2 separate regions of the Callithrix jacchus genome follow, and region 2 is linked to region 1. A link is a contact called in public Hi-C data. All regions are on one chromosome and are shown on one strand. Each heading gives the region's core, a stretch centred on a gene start, on an enhancer-like site or on the middle of the called end of the contact. The rest is flanking DNA. Distances are from core to core; before and after follow the strand shown.

Region 1 (7,311 bases), core at 3,042-5,541:
GAAAAACAGAGAAACATCCAAATGAAATGAATTCTACCAGAGTCTGGTTCAACAGAAGGTTCCTCGTGGTCTATCAAGTCACAGACACGGGGGGATTTGAGATCCTCTCTGCCATAGCTCCCCGCATTGGGTTGGGGAGGTTAGGCAGGTGGCTGGTGTGTTTGTGTGTGTGCGGGTGTGTGTGTAGCTGAACAAGATAAATGTGGAGCTGCCTCAGGCTTAGCAAATGAGTTACCTGACTCCCAGTCTCCCTGATTCCCAATTCTCAGTCCATCTGCCTGCCAGGCCCTAGATGGGCCTCCCACAGTATAAAGGCTTCCGGCTCATGTGGGCCTAGAGTAAATACCACCTGCTCCTTGGCTGCAGGTGTTGCAGTAGCTAAAATGGACTGCTGCCCTCAGCAGGGCATGTAATGAGGAAGGAAGGAAGGGACTTTACTGAGTACAGAAACTCTTTAACCATTTTGAAAGAACTCTTGCTTCCTCTGCATGGCAGTGTTCTGCAAGGAGTGTTGTCCTTTATTATTGGATTAGGATTGCTTTCCCCAGCCCATCTTGTGTGATGGAGGAGCAAAGGTTTTAAAGGCCTGAATTCAAAGCTTATATTTTCTCCTTGGTGGCTGAGTGACCTTGGGCATATATCTTTTGATCTTAGTTTGCTGTCTGTAGATGGAGAAAAATATCACTTCTATTGGTACTCGTGAAGACAGAGAACCCCTGGGAATTCCCAGAAGATGGTCTAGCACATAGTATGTGTTCATAATAAATGTTGCTTCTTCCTCATTACCAGAAAAGGAAATAAATGGTTAAAGGCACAGAGGACTTAAGTCCTTGTGCAAAGTCAAACAATATTTGGTAGCCAAGTCGGGACTAAGATTCAATGCTTTTGCCTTTATCCCCAGTGTGGATGCTAACCTAGGCTGTTCCATCTCTCTGCAGCCCACCCTATGCCCAGTGGCAGCTGTAGTGGACAGTCTCTAGTGTTCAAGAGCCAGAATGGCTCTGCTCTCTGTCTTAGGGCTTTCTCTAACACTGCAGAAGTCATTCCATTTCCAGCAGGACAAACATGGAAGTGTGGGGAGTGGGTTCACACACTCCAGAGGTAAACACAACCTATGCAAATCAGAAGTCAATACAAAAGACCCCTCTGAGGTTCCCTAATATGATTGAGCCCCAGTTGCCTAGAGCAGTAACCTGCTTGTTCTATACTTGTTTCTGGCATTTATCCCTTTCCCTGTCTTAGTCCTCTCCACTCCCACCTTCTGCCCCCTGGGTCTCAGATAAACAATCTGCACCCAAGTCATTATCTCAAGCCCTGCTTTGGGGGAAACCCAACTAATACACCATTTGTTTACTCTGTCTTATGTAAGGACCCATACATGGCTTTGCTTTTTGCCTCCATGAATACCTTACCCCAAGAAGATAATATAATTAGAGCCATCAGCTATTTAAAAGGAACTATGTACCAGACAAAGTGAAGAGGAAAAAATGTTAATATAGATCTAATATTTTTAAAAATACTTCTTTATTTTTTTTGAGACAGAGTTTTGCTCTGTCTCCCAGGCTAGAGAGCAATTGTGTGATCTCAGCTCACTGCAACCCCCAACTCCTAGGTTCAAGTGATTCTTGTGCCTCAGATTTCTGAGTAGCTAAAATTACAGGCATGCTTCACCACACCCAGCTAGTTTTGTATTTTTGGTAGAGACAGGATTTCGCCATGTTGGTCAGAATGGCCTCGAACTCCTGACCTCAAGTGATCCACTGCCCTCAGCCTCCCAAAGTGCTGGGATTACAAGCATGAACCACTGTGCTTAGCCAACTTTTCTTCTAATGGTGCTGGTGTAAGTCATATCTGTGAAAGGACAAATATTTCTACTCTTCCTTCTTCATACAGAGAGCAAAGGGAATAGCCAACCAGGTCTGAGATTTTAATATTTAATAACAGATGGGATGTCGTAGCTTCTGTGGCTGCTTTGCCATGCCAGAGGACAAAGATCCTGGGTTAGATGGCTTCTTCTAGAATGGAGCCCCTTAATAAGACTTTGGAGAGACAGAGGTAGATGCAGTGTTAAGGTGAGGGCTGAAGAGCTAAAAACACAAACATTTAGGAAGAGGTTATAGGGGGGAAAAAATGAGCAAGGTCTGGGAATGCGGCAAGGGAAGGACCCTAGTGGTGACATGTCCAGTGACAAATTTCCGCAGGGAAATATTGAATGAGCCTCTAAGTACAGGTAATGTCTTAGTCTGTTTGTGTTGCTATAAAGGAATATCTGAGACTGGGTAATTAATAAAGAAAAGAGATTTATTTGGCTCACAGTCCTGCAGGCTGCACAAGAAGCATGGTGCCAGTGTTTGCATCTGGTGAGGACCTTAGGCTGTTCCCACTCATGGCAGAATGCAAAGGAGAGCTGTGTGTGCAGCAATCACATGGCCAGAGAGGAAGGCAAAGCAGAGAGTGGGGAAGGTGATAGACTCTTTTTAATAACCAGCAACCGTGGGAACTAACAGAGTGAGAACTCACACCTTCTCCCTCCTGAAGGAGGACATTAGCCTATGCATGAGGTATCTAACCCCATGACCCAAACAGCTTCCACTAGGCTCCATATCCATCATTTGGCATCAACTTCTTACATGAGGTTTGGGGGGCAGATGTTCAAACTGTAGCAGGGAGGTTGGCTTGATTGCTACATTGTACTGGGAGATAATTACCCTCTGCTGCCTGTAACTATTTTTAGGCATGGGCCACACAATTGTCATGTGTTAACCAACTCTTGATAGGGATAGGTAATGAAATATTCCACATTTCCTTCAACATGGGACAGAAAAAGATATAGAGGAAACAGGAAATCAGAGAAGAAGCTACTGGAAGAAAAGCAACTGCCACACTAAAAATACTCAGGGATCCCTGGGTTTCATGTATAGAGGGGAGGGTGAACTTGTTCCAGAATTTTCTATAAGGTAAAGAGACTCAAAGAGCTGAATTTTAGGGTTTGGGGAACACCAAATGATTGGATTATGAGTTTATTATCTCATTTAATTCTCAGTGAGGATGATGAGGCTCAGGGGAATTACAGTGACTGGTCTGAGGTTTCATAGTTGGGATTTGAACTCAGCTCTGACTTCCAAGCCTCACATTACAGGCATGTTCCAATTCGCTATGTTAGACCAGAAAGTGATTTGGTTCTTACTCAGATATACCCATTCCATTTCAGACCAGGCTTTTTAAATCCCTGGTTTAAAATGGTTTTCACATGGGCTAAAAATATAAGATAAAGCACTTGAAGATTCATCAAATTTGTTCTTCCCTCTTTTACCCTCTAATCATCAGAAAAGAAATTAGTTCTTCCACATTTTATTCATCTTCAAAATCTTGAATGGGTCACATATATGTGTACACACACACACACACACACACACACACACAGTCTACGTTGGGAAAGTGAAAACTGAGGTTGTATATATGCCACTGCATTTTTATTGCTGACCAAGTACAGAAGGAAATGTTTGGTTGAGTGCTTGGGACTTCTGTCTGGGAAGCAGAGATCAGGTTGTTGAAATTATACCCATTCTAGCATTTGAACTGTGTTAGAAAAGAACAACATGGCCTGTGGTTTTCCATGCATATATTCAGCACAATAAAAAAATATCTTTAAGGTTTTCAACTATTTCATATCATGTTGTAGGAGAAAGCCTTCATTCATTCAAGAAATACTATCTTCTACACATCAACCACTGTTACAGTCACTTGAAATCAAAGGAGACTAAAAAAAATCTGTCCCCTGTGAAGTAACAAAAAAAGACAGAAAGTAAACAATAAGAATAAATAAGTAATACAGTGTGTTAAAAGGTGATAAATGCAATGAAAAGGGGAAAAACTAGCATGACATGAAAGGGAATTGGAATGGGTAGATTGTGAATTTCTGTTATAAATAGGGTAGCCTGACTACAACTCATTGAAAAAGTTACAGTTGTGGCTTGAATATGGATAATACATGAACAAAACAATTAGAAAGCCCAGGGAATCTTTCTGATTCTGGTTTGGCAACCACTTTCTGAGCTGGAAGCTTTGCCTGTCTCGTGACTGTGTCTGTGAAATTCCACAGGGAGGCAGCATGTCCTAGTGATGACTGCAGCCTTGAGGGATTTGCAAGGTGACGGCTTTTGCTTCCAATTGCAGAGGAGGGTCTAAGGAATCTGTCTTTGGACTGTTCGTCAAGGCATGTTCCCTCTCCTGATTTCAAGATGTTAGCTAGATGTGGCTGCATGGCTCTTTGTAACCATGACAGCAACAGTCGCTTTCATACATTGAGGATTTAATACTATGTGCCATGTGTTAGATGCAATATCTTATGTAACCTTCTTCTAATCTCTGGGCTTGATCTTGTTATAATGTCACCATTTCTCAGATGAGAATTCTGAAGCTCAGAGACATCAGAAGGGAATATAAGAACCATGATTTGCCATACAGTCTTCGGAAAATCTTTGGACCCCAAGTTGATAGAAGGAAGGAGTCTTTTTTAGATGGTTTGTGAAACCCACTTGTTTCAGGTTGGATTCGATTCAGTGAATTTGAAAGCTAGAAGCTTGAAGAACAGCAACAACAGGGTGAGAGTAATAACCAGTTTTATTGAGCAATACCAAGTGCTGGGCTAAATGTTTCACATATGCGATGTCATTGAATCCGCAATCACAGTGCTGACCTGCTTCAGATGAAGAAAAGAAGTCACCAACTGTGCGCCCACTGCATGCAGGCATTGTATACATTGCTATGTCAATGTCTCTCCCCAAATAACTTCATTCGTAAATGTAAGATGTCATTAGAAATATTCAAACAATACAAAATTATGCAAAGTGAAATAAAACCAAGACAAACGTCTCTTTCCGCAATGTTAACTAACCCTCAATCTGAGAGTCTGTATGTATTCTTCCAAAATTAAAAAAGAATTATCTGTATCCGAAGTTCTATCAATGCAATATTGAACATTGTAAATTTTTAAAAAACAGTGTGGTATAACATGAAAATGACATCTCTTTCAATCTCACTACCTAGAAATGATTTCCTATAACATTTTTTTCTCTAGCAATAGCTAGTATAACTTTAAACAATATACTTATGCTTTTTGTTCTTGATTTCTCAATTTCAAAACACAACTACTGACTCCTTGCTGGCTTGTTATTACCTATTTTTAATGTTTTTTTTTCTACTGATTAATTTGGGGGCTTTGAAGAGTATATATAAATCCCTATTTTTGATATAAAAAACTTAGAACATGCCAGTTAACTTAAAAACAGAGACAGAATTAATGCACTTATATTTATTCCATCTCCTGTAGTTCAGCATCCTCCTGACCACTCACCAGTCAGTTTGCCCAACTGGGAGTTAATTCATCCCTAGTGTTAATTATGTCATAATCTCATCCCTTTGGCAACTTCTTAGGAGGCCAGAACCCACATCATTTCCAGAGCAGTGGAAGGAGCCAGAAATGATGGGTGTGTGACTGGTTGGCCTCAGGTGGTAAAAGTGTCTGGAGCATAAGAAGTTGCTGCAATGTTAGGCAGGGCTGAGGCCACACACCTACTGTGTGTTTTTGAGACCGGTGAGGCCCAAAGAATCTGAGGCCATGTGTTAGTTGTGTTAGTTGTATCCAATACCATTTGGTTGGTCCTTGAGGTGCATTAATTTCTTGTTTCATGCCTGCAATGTTTCTTGAATATTATTATTCAAGCACTGTATTAAAATTTGTTAATCTTCTATTCCTTGAATGATTCTCTAAATGTTTCCTAGAGATTCAATTGTTCTGTTTGTTTATGTTGGTTCTTCTCAGTTTGGATTTCCTCAGATGTCTGAGGTTTAGGTACTTGTTTATTTTAATAATTGTAGAATATTTACGATGACAGCGACACTTTAGGAATGCTTACCATATATCAGGAACTGTTATAAGAAATTTTTATCATCAAGTTTTTTCATTAACCCAGGATCTTGGTCATACTTTTATTCCCATTTTACAGGGAAGGAAATGGAGGCCCACAGGTTATCACAAAGTTAAGTGGCTAATCCAGGATTCACACCCTAGCCCTCAGACCCTAAAGCCTGAGCCCTTACCCACCACATAACACATGGTGGTGTATCTCATTTGTGTTTAGGTTTTACTCTGGTGAAATGTTACAATACCAGTGCAAAAGTCAGTACTGCTTTTGGGAACAAGTTCTAGCTGTCCTCCCGTATGGATTTTTCTATTCTGTCACAGTAAGAGATCTTTTAGCTAGGCATACAGCTGTCCTAAGTAAAGATGTTGCATTAAAGCTTCCCTTGCAGATAAATAGGTGCATGTAATAAAGTCTTCTGGCCAATGGGTTGTAAACAGAACTGTTGTATGGCTGCTTCAAGGGGTCCTTCCCTAAGAGACCATTAAACTTCACCTGATGTGCCTTCTTTGTTCTCCCTTTCCCCTCTTGTTGAGAAGAGGGTGGCTTTGGACTGTGAGGATGGGGGCCCCTCCCTAAGGGTGGTGGAATGGGGAGCTGAGGGGAGTCTTGTTCTTCTGAGCACTGCTGGAATGGATCTTCCCTCCCAGAGCTGAACCACTCCTATGAACTTTTACTCGAGCAAGGAATGAACTTTCTCTTGTTTAAGCTTTCGTTATTCGTGTACACTTTGTTGCTATTGTTGTTAATTGCGGCCTAATATAATACCAGCTAAAGTGGCTTTAAAAGGCTTGAATAAAAAAACAGCAGTTGCCAGGCCCATATCCTGTTCCTCAGTCATACACAACACATTTTGCTGTTTCTTCTCACATTTGCATCCACATTTCTAAATGATATGCTTTTGCTGCTCTTTCTTAATTGTTTGGCAATATTATTAATTTTTTTAATGGTTGATGAGGACTTTCTTAAATCTGTCCTTCTCCTTCACCCACCTAATTAGTATGGTTCCGTCACAGTTTATTTAGTTAAATAATATTCTTTATTTACAGTGATATGATTAAGTAAATATTGTTCACTGATGAAATAAATAGTTAATTTTGCTTCCATTTCTTCTTCTTCTTTGTTACCATTTCCTTTTCAGAGGTGTGAATTTTCTTAGCAATTGAGAAGATCCTTTAATCCTCCTATTAGATGGGCATTTTTATTTCCATTTTGTAGGTGAAGACTTGAAAGCTTTTTTTGTTGTTGGTCCCACTCTAATGATCATAGTGAACATACACTGGGTATGTGCATTCTGCTGATAGCAACAAGTTTGATGCTCACTGAATGTTCAGTCGTGCCTGCCTGCCTGTGTCCCCACTTTACAGAGCAGGAAGTTAAATAGAGC
Region 2 (7,311 bases), core at 3,172-5,671, 95 kb after region 1:
GAAAATCAGGGTAGTTTCCAAAGTGAAAATGGATGCAGATTTCAATAGTTGAGACTCATGACACAATTTACCTGATGGTTTTCTTATAGTCTCATGTTAGCAGTTATACGAAACTAGCCTTTTAATTAATAAATGACTAGATCAGGATTTAACTTCTAAACGATTTGGTTCCAAGTTCCTCCTCATTTTTTAGTAGTATAGGCTAGACTAGACCAAATTGAGGCATTCTCTTTCTTTCAGCTTTTTGAAAAGTCTTGGCGTTTGGTTTTTGAATTTGTAAACCATTAAGTTGAATCTGTATCTGGCCAGTGGTTTTCTATTCCAAATGCCTTTTGGATGAGTTAATGTGAGGTTTCTTTAGGGCAGTATAAATTACCCTCACTTTATTTCTCTTTTTCTCTTCTTGATCTCAGTATGACTGCTCCTTGTTTCTGACATTGAGCTTCGTGCATTAATAAGTAAAATATATCTGTTTTCACATGGATCTCCTAAGTGTCCAACATTACATTTTATCCTACAAAAATTACACCACTGATAAAAAAATAGTTAATATTAAAAGGCGTAAATAACAAGAATGGTGGTAGCCAGAAGTTACTGAGTGCTGACCGTGTGCTGGGTAAGCACTGTGCTAAGTGCTTTACTTGCACTGTTCTGTTTATTCATCACAGCCACCCTGTGAAGGAGGTACTGTCATTATCTCTGTTTTGAAGATGAGAAAACTGAGGTTAAATAAGGTTCACAAGGCTGCATAGACAGGTGGTGGTAGAGCCAAAACTTGAACCCCAGCCTCTTTCATTCTGGAACCTGTCTTCTTAACCACTATTTTCTGTACCAGGAAAGCCACGATACTTTGAGTCTGCTATACCTAATGCTACGTTTAAAATTTCTGGAAAGTTGCATTATGTCTGTAAATTCTTCTTCAGTTAGTACTTCTATATACTACTAGTGGGAGAAGATTGGAAGAGAACACTTACTACCTTGGACCTTGGAAAGACTTGACCCAGAAGTCTTTCGCCAAAAATTTGCATTTAACTGAATAGCCAAAGCAATTTTGAGAAAGAAGAGCAAATTTGAAGAACTCATACTTCCTGGTTTCAAAACATATTACAAAACTACAATAACCATAACAGTATATTATTGACATAAAGACACACAAATAGACCAGTGGAATAAAATAGAGAGCTCAGAAGTGAACCCTTGCATATATGGTCAAATGATCTTCGACAAGGGTGCCAAAATGATTTAATGAGATAAGGCCCATCTCTTCATTAGATGGGGTTGGGAAAACTAGATACATGCAATGGAATGAAGTTGGACCCTTATCTTACACCATGTACACATATTAACTCAGGATGCATTCAAGACCTAAATGTAAGAACCAAAGCTATAAAACTCCTAGAACTAAATGTAGGGAAAATACATCATGATCTTGAACTTGGCAATGATTTCTTGTATGTGACATGAAAAGCACAGGCAACAAAAGAAAAAATGGGCATAGGACAGTCTTCAAGGTGCTAGTAAAAAAAGAAAACAGACAAATGCTACTACATCAAACTTAAAATCTTTGTACATCAAATGACACAGTCATCACAGTGAAGAGGCAAACTACAGAATGGTAAAAAGTATTTGCAAATCACATATCTGATAATTGGTTAATATCCAGAGTGCATAAAGAACTCCCACAACTCAATCACAAAAAATAAAATTACCTGATTAAAAAATGGACAAAGAACTTGAAGAGACATTTCTCCAAAAATGGTATACAGATGACCAACAAGCACGTGAAAAAGTGCTCAGTGTCACTAATTATCTGAAAGTGCAAATCAAAACCACCGAGAAGTATCACCTCATACTCATTAGTATGGCTACCATTAAAGAAAAATAATGAGTGTTGTTGAGAATACGGAGAAAGTGGAACTCTTGTGCAGTTGGTGCTTTTGTAAAATGGTACAACTGCTACGGAAAGGAGCATAGACATTCATAAAAAATTAAAAATACTAATCACAGCACTTTGGGAGGCCCAAGCAGGTGGATCACTTGAGGCCAGGAGTTAGAGACAAGCCTGGGCAACATGGCAAAACCCCATCTCTACTGAAAATATAAAAATTAGCTGGATGTGGTGGTGCACATCTGTAGTCCCAGATACTTGGCAGGCTGAAGCATGATAATTGCTTGAACCCAGGAGGCAAAGGCTGTAGTAAATGGACATCTCACCACTGCATTCCTGCCTGGGTGACAGAGTAAAACTCTGTCTGAAAAGAAAAAGAGAACCCTTGTGTGATCCAGCAATCCCACTTTTGTGTGTGTGTGTGTGTGTGTGTGTGTGTGTGTGTATATCCAAAAGTATTGAAAGCAGGATAATTGCACATCCATGTTCATAGTGGTGCTAGTCACAATAACCAAGAGTGGAAGTAACCCAAATGTCCCTCAGCAGATGAATGGATAAACAAGATGTGCCATGTACATACAATGGAATATTATTCAGCCTTAAAAAGTGAGGAAATCCTGTCCTTTGCCATCCTACAACATGATGAAACTTTAGGACATTATAGTAAGTTAAGTAAGCCAGTGACAAGAAGGTAAATACTATGTGAATGCACTTACATGAGGTATGCAGAGGAGTCTAACTCATAGAGACAGAATGTACAATAGGGATTGCTATTGGGAGCGGGTAGTGGGAAAAGAGGAGTTGGGGTTTAACAAGTATAGAGCTTCAGTTTTGCAAGATGAAAAAGTTTGGAGATCTGTTGCACAGCAATCTGCATGTACTTAACATCAATGAACTGTGTGTTTAGAAAGGGTTAAGATGGTAAATTTTATGTAACATGTTTGTTTGTTTTTTACCACAATTTAAAAAATTTCGCATTTTTCTCCTGGTACTGATTTTACTACTTCATTGAGTATTTCAACATCTTACTTGAAGTTGCAAACCCCAAGGCCACAGGCTTAATGTGGCTCATGGACAATCAGCTTTTGACAAATGTGAAATAGTAGTCAACATTTAAAAAAAATTAGGAACTTTTACATCAAAATCCATATTTCTAGCTTCTCTTGGAAAACTGGAAAATCTGGAAACTCCATGTCTCTAGTCTATCCAATAAACAAATGGCTGGAGCTGAGGAGTAGCCACCCCCCCTTTCAGAGTGGGCATGAAATTCAGATTACATTTCTGTCACTCTCGAATTTCTTAGACAAGATACAAGTCTTCATGCAAGTATACTAACTTTCTGGCCATAGCATTTGTAGGTTTAAGATATTAAACTTTTTAATTCCAAATGCGTTCAGTAGCAATAGACCATAGATGGTGGATGCTCTGCAAGTCCCCACACTAACTTCTTATTTGAGTCACTAATTTCTAGGTTTCTCCTTCCGTTTGAGGTCCGAGAGTTATAATCTGTATTTCCATAGAACAAATACAGTCCCAATGACCTTTTTTCTTTTGCCGGTTTACATACAGCAAATGTTGTCTTGCAAGTCAGGTTCTAAATATAGATGTGTTAAATTTCAAATGTGAAAGTTTTTGAAGGGTCTAAAGCCAGTTTGCTAATCAGGGGAAATGCTGTGATTGGCGCCAGCGCCTGCAGTCCCTGAGGGGGATTGTGAAATCCTGCCTCCGCAACTGTGATTCAAGTCTGGGGTGAAAGAAAACTCCGCGACTGCTGAAGAGCTCTCCAAGTTGTTTTCTTCTTAGCAGGGTGGTGGCAGTGGTGGTTCTTTCAGTGTCATAACATAGAAAAGATAAATACGTGCTCCTGAGTTCATTTTACTAGTAGTGGATTAATAGTATGGTAATAAATCATTATTACTCAAGCAAAAACAACCATGTTTTGCAATTCTGTATGTGCAAGCTGTAAGAAAATGCCTGTCAATAGAAAGAAATCTAGAGACCCAAGGGGTTACCTCTTCATGGCAAGTTAAGAATGGCTACTTATGCAAAATATAAAAACCTTTGATATTTGAAAGTTCAAACTGGCCCAATTTTTTTATCTTTTAAATCTTATTATTCTGTTGTTTTTAAAGATAGGGCTGGCGGCACCTGATGCAAGTAGAGGCAAAATACTGGAATGCGGCAGTTAATCCATTTTTAAAGCTATGCACTGCGTGACATCCATGTGTGTGCATTTCAGTGTGTATGCGAGAGGCATTATTAGAACTGCCTATGTGTTTCATGCTGTGTCTATTTCACTGGTGCAGTAGAACTTGGAAAATGCATTTTCATGCTTTGAATAATAGTGAACAACAGTAGAGGAGGCCTTAGTTTCCAAGACTGGTGGAGCAGAGGTATTCAGGGAACTTTCTGGGAATGAGACTTGGATAATTAAGTTGCTGTGCCTGAGAGTTGCTCCTTGAAGTGGAGACGGATGTGCTGAATCCTTATCTGCACTTACCAGAAGTGAAGCTGTCATCTAGCACAGTTGGTGGCTCTGTTTTTGAAAAGAGATATGACTAGTTGATTCCATCACTGTCTGATGCAGAATTTTCAAAGATGAGTAGTGGATCAGAGAAACAAAACAAAACAAAGCCAGTTGATCCAAACTGTGTGTTGCTAGCTGAAAGGGCCTGATAGTGAGCAAACGGCCAGATGTTTGGAGTTGCTTTCTCAAATTTTATTTCACTGCTTTTATCCATTAAATTGGCCAACAGCAGCACTCACTGGTAAAAACAGGAACAACAGACTCAAGTTTTCCTATCTGCTGTTACAATAATGCCCTTTCTTTTCTTCTTTCCCCTCTCATCTCCTTCCTTTTCTGCTTTTTCTCTCCCTCCCTTCTGAAGCTCAAGCTTACATCATATGACTTTTTTAAATTCCAAAAGAATAATGATAATGTATAGATAAAATATGGCTAATTTCCATACTCACCATCCCTAATCCTACCCTTTTAAAGAAATCAGTATTAAGAGTTTTGTTTGTATCAACAATCCCTCCCCATCCATGGAAATAAGATGTGTATCTACAGAAATTTGTTTGTCTAATTTTTACAAAAGTGGACTCATTCTGTGAACAGAATCTTGTAATTTTATCTCCCTGGCTTTATTCTATAGGCATATCTCCAAATCAGTACATTTAACCCAAAATCACTATTTTTAATTGCCAAAAATTTTTCATAGTATAGTTTTATCACAATTTATTCACAAAATCCCTTATTGATTAATTTAGGTTGTTTACAGTTCCTCTTCCACACTAAAAAGATAGTGTTGCCTATTTTAATTACACATATATATTTTTAAAGCTTTACCCTCTGTAATATTTGAAGAGGAAGACCAAAGGGTTTCTAAATGTTTCATTTGCTCTGATTTATTACTTTATAATTTCTTCGTGTTTTATGAGCTACAGCCTTTAGCTTTTTTTTTGAAACAGGTCTTCCTCTGCCACCCATGTTGGAGTGCAGTAGTGCAATCACAGCTCACTGCAGCCTCGATTTCCTGGGCTCAAGTGATCCCCCTCCCCCCTGCACTTCAGCCTCCCGAGTAGCTGGGACCATAGGCACTTGCCACCACACCTGGCTAATTTTTTGTAATTTTTGTAGAGATGGGATTTTGCCATGTTGCCTAGGCTGATCTTGAACTACGGGGCTCAAGCAGTCTGCCTGCCTCGGCCTCCCTAGGTGTTGAAATTACAGGTGTAAGCCACTGCACCCAGCCAGATTTTCTAATTTGCTAATTTACCTCTTTGAATCTTTACATTATAGCTGTTTATGCTGTATAGTGAAGAACTTCTCAAGCTCAGCATTTTAGTCTTTTAGGTCATATAGCTCTTTGGTGTGGGGAGCCGTGCTGTGCGTTGTGGAGCACGTAGCATCCCTGGCTTCTACCAACTAGATGCTAATAGCGTGCACCCTGTCCCAACACTCAAGTTATGATGACCAAAAATGCCTCTAGTCACTGCCAAATATTCTTTGGGTGGAAAAACTTCTCCTGTTGAGTACCACTGCTATAATACATATAAAGAAGATATGTATAAAAACTCAGTTATGTGGCAGAACACTACTTTTCTTTATATATTCATCAACACTTGGTGACATGAATATAATGTCACATTGCATTAGAGGTGAATCTCAGTGTTGGGCCGCAAATAGTGAGCTTCAGTTAGCTCTTGTGTACAAGCCAGCACTAGAATGTTCTTCAGTTTATTATGCCACTTCGGTGCCCATAATGGCACATAGACCACAGTGTCCTCGTCTATAAGCTGTGCTGTCTTAATCAGACAGTTTGAATATTTTCTGGCTGTGATTGGGGCAACACCTACTCAAATGAGGCAGGAATGCCATTTGTGTCTGACATCAGTTTGTTTGACTGGGATCTAGGCAATTCAGGAGGTGTACATTGTCCTATCCATGTCACCCCAGCTATATGAAGTGCGTAGGAGGCAGTGGCATCCAGGTAGCCAACCACCTCTTTCCTTTCCTTGTCTCTTTTCTACAGAACTTCTGGCCTTGAGCAAAATAGCTCCCCTTGGGAAGTTCACTATCACTGAGGGAATCTGCTGTTTTCACACATTCTATAATCTTTTCTGGTGAAAATATGAGCTATATATACAAATTTTAAGTTTCTTCACATTGACAGTTGACTATTCCGGTTGGTTTGCTTAATTAAATGAGGTGTGGTGTTACTATATTTGAACAAAGCTGGGCATCAGGCCCTTCATCAGAAACGTGGCCCCTTATTAAAGCATTGGTTTTTGTTTTAACAAAAAATCAGATGGCCTTGTGCTGTTTGACTTGGTGCCTTTTCCAAATAGGTGACTCTAAAGATGACCTGATGATCCTATGGACTGGGTTATAAACTTTGTGCATCTCCCTTCTGTGCCTTAATGGCAAGGTAAGATGTTGGAGAATCGATTCTCATATCCTTGGTTGGCATTTTAATCATGATAGCTTGGTTATCAGGGTAATGGCAACATGTTAAAAATCAGATGCATTAAAAAATAGCAGTGTCATCCAGGCTGCTTTGCATTTGTGATTTGTTTATTTATTCATGTATGTATACACACACACACACACACACACACACGCACACACCCATGTAGTTACTTCCCAGGTCAAGAATTAGGACATTTCCAGCACTGTAGAAGATTCCTTTTTTCCCATATTAGCCAGTAAGCACCTAATCCACTAGTCTGACCTCAGTTGCTCTGACTTAGTCTTGTCTATTCTTGAATTCCATGGAAATGGAGTCACATAGTATTTGTTCTTTTGCGACTAGCTTTTTCAGTCTAACAGTATATCTGAAATACATTTGTGCTGGGACATGTAACAGTAGTTTGTACTTTTTGATGTGTGTGTGTAGTAGGCTCTGTATGAATAATTTATT

Evidence for each region. Hi-C and Micro-C count contacts between places; a contact is called where the count stands out from the background.
Region 2: a Hi-C map of skeletal muscle shows a contact between it and region 1, with 4 times the contacts expected there. The contact joins two enhancer-like sites. A contact is called at or near these places in 3 of 3 Hi-C or Micro-C datasets (induced pluripotent stem cells and skeletal muscle).

The regions. Positions count from the first base shown.
Region 1 is chr15:51,517,315-51,524,625 of calJac240_pri, forward strand. No RefSeq gene overlaps it. Among named protein-coding and RNA genes, the nearest start is that of MITF, 42 kb to the right of the region's middle. Within about 2 kb of position 4,292, at least 2 of the 16 cell types and tissues checked have an H3K27ac peak or open chromatin away from gene starts, as enhancers often do.
Region 2 is chr15:51,612,195-51,619,505 of calJac240_pri, forward strand. All of the region lies in intron 1 of MITF (melanocyte inducing transcription factor), which reads left to right. Among named protein-coding and RNA genes, the nearest start is that of MITF, 53 kb to the left of the region's middle. Within about 2 kb of position 4,422, at least 4 of the 16 cell types and tissues checked have an H3K27ac peak or open chromatin away from gene starts, as enhancers often do.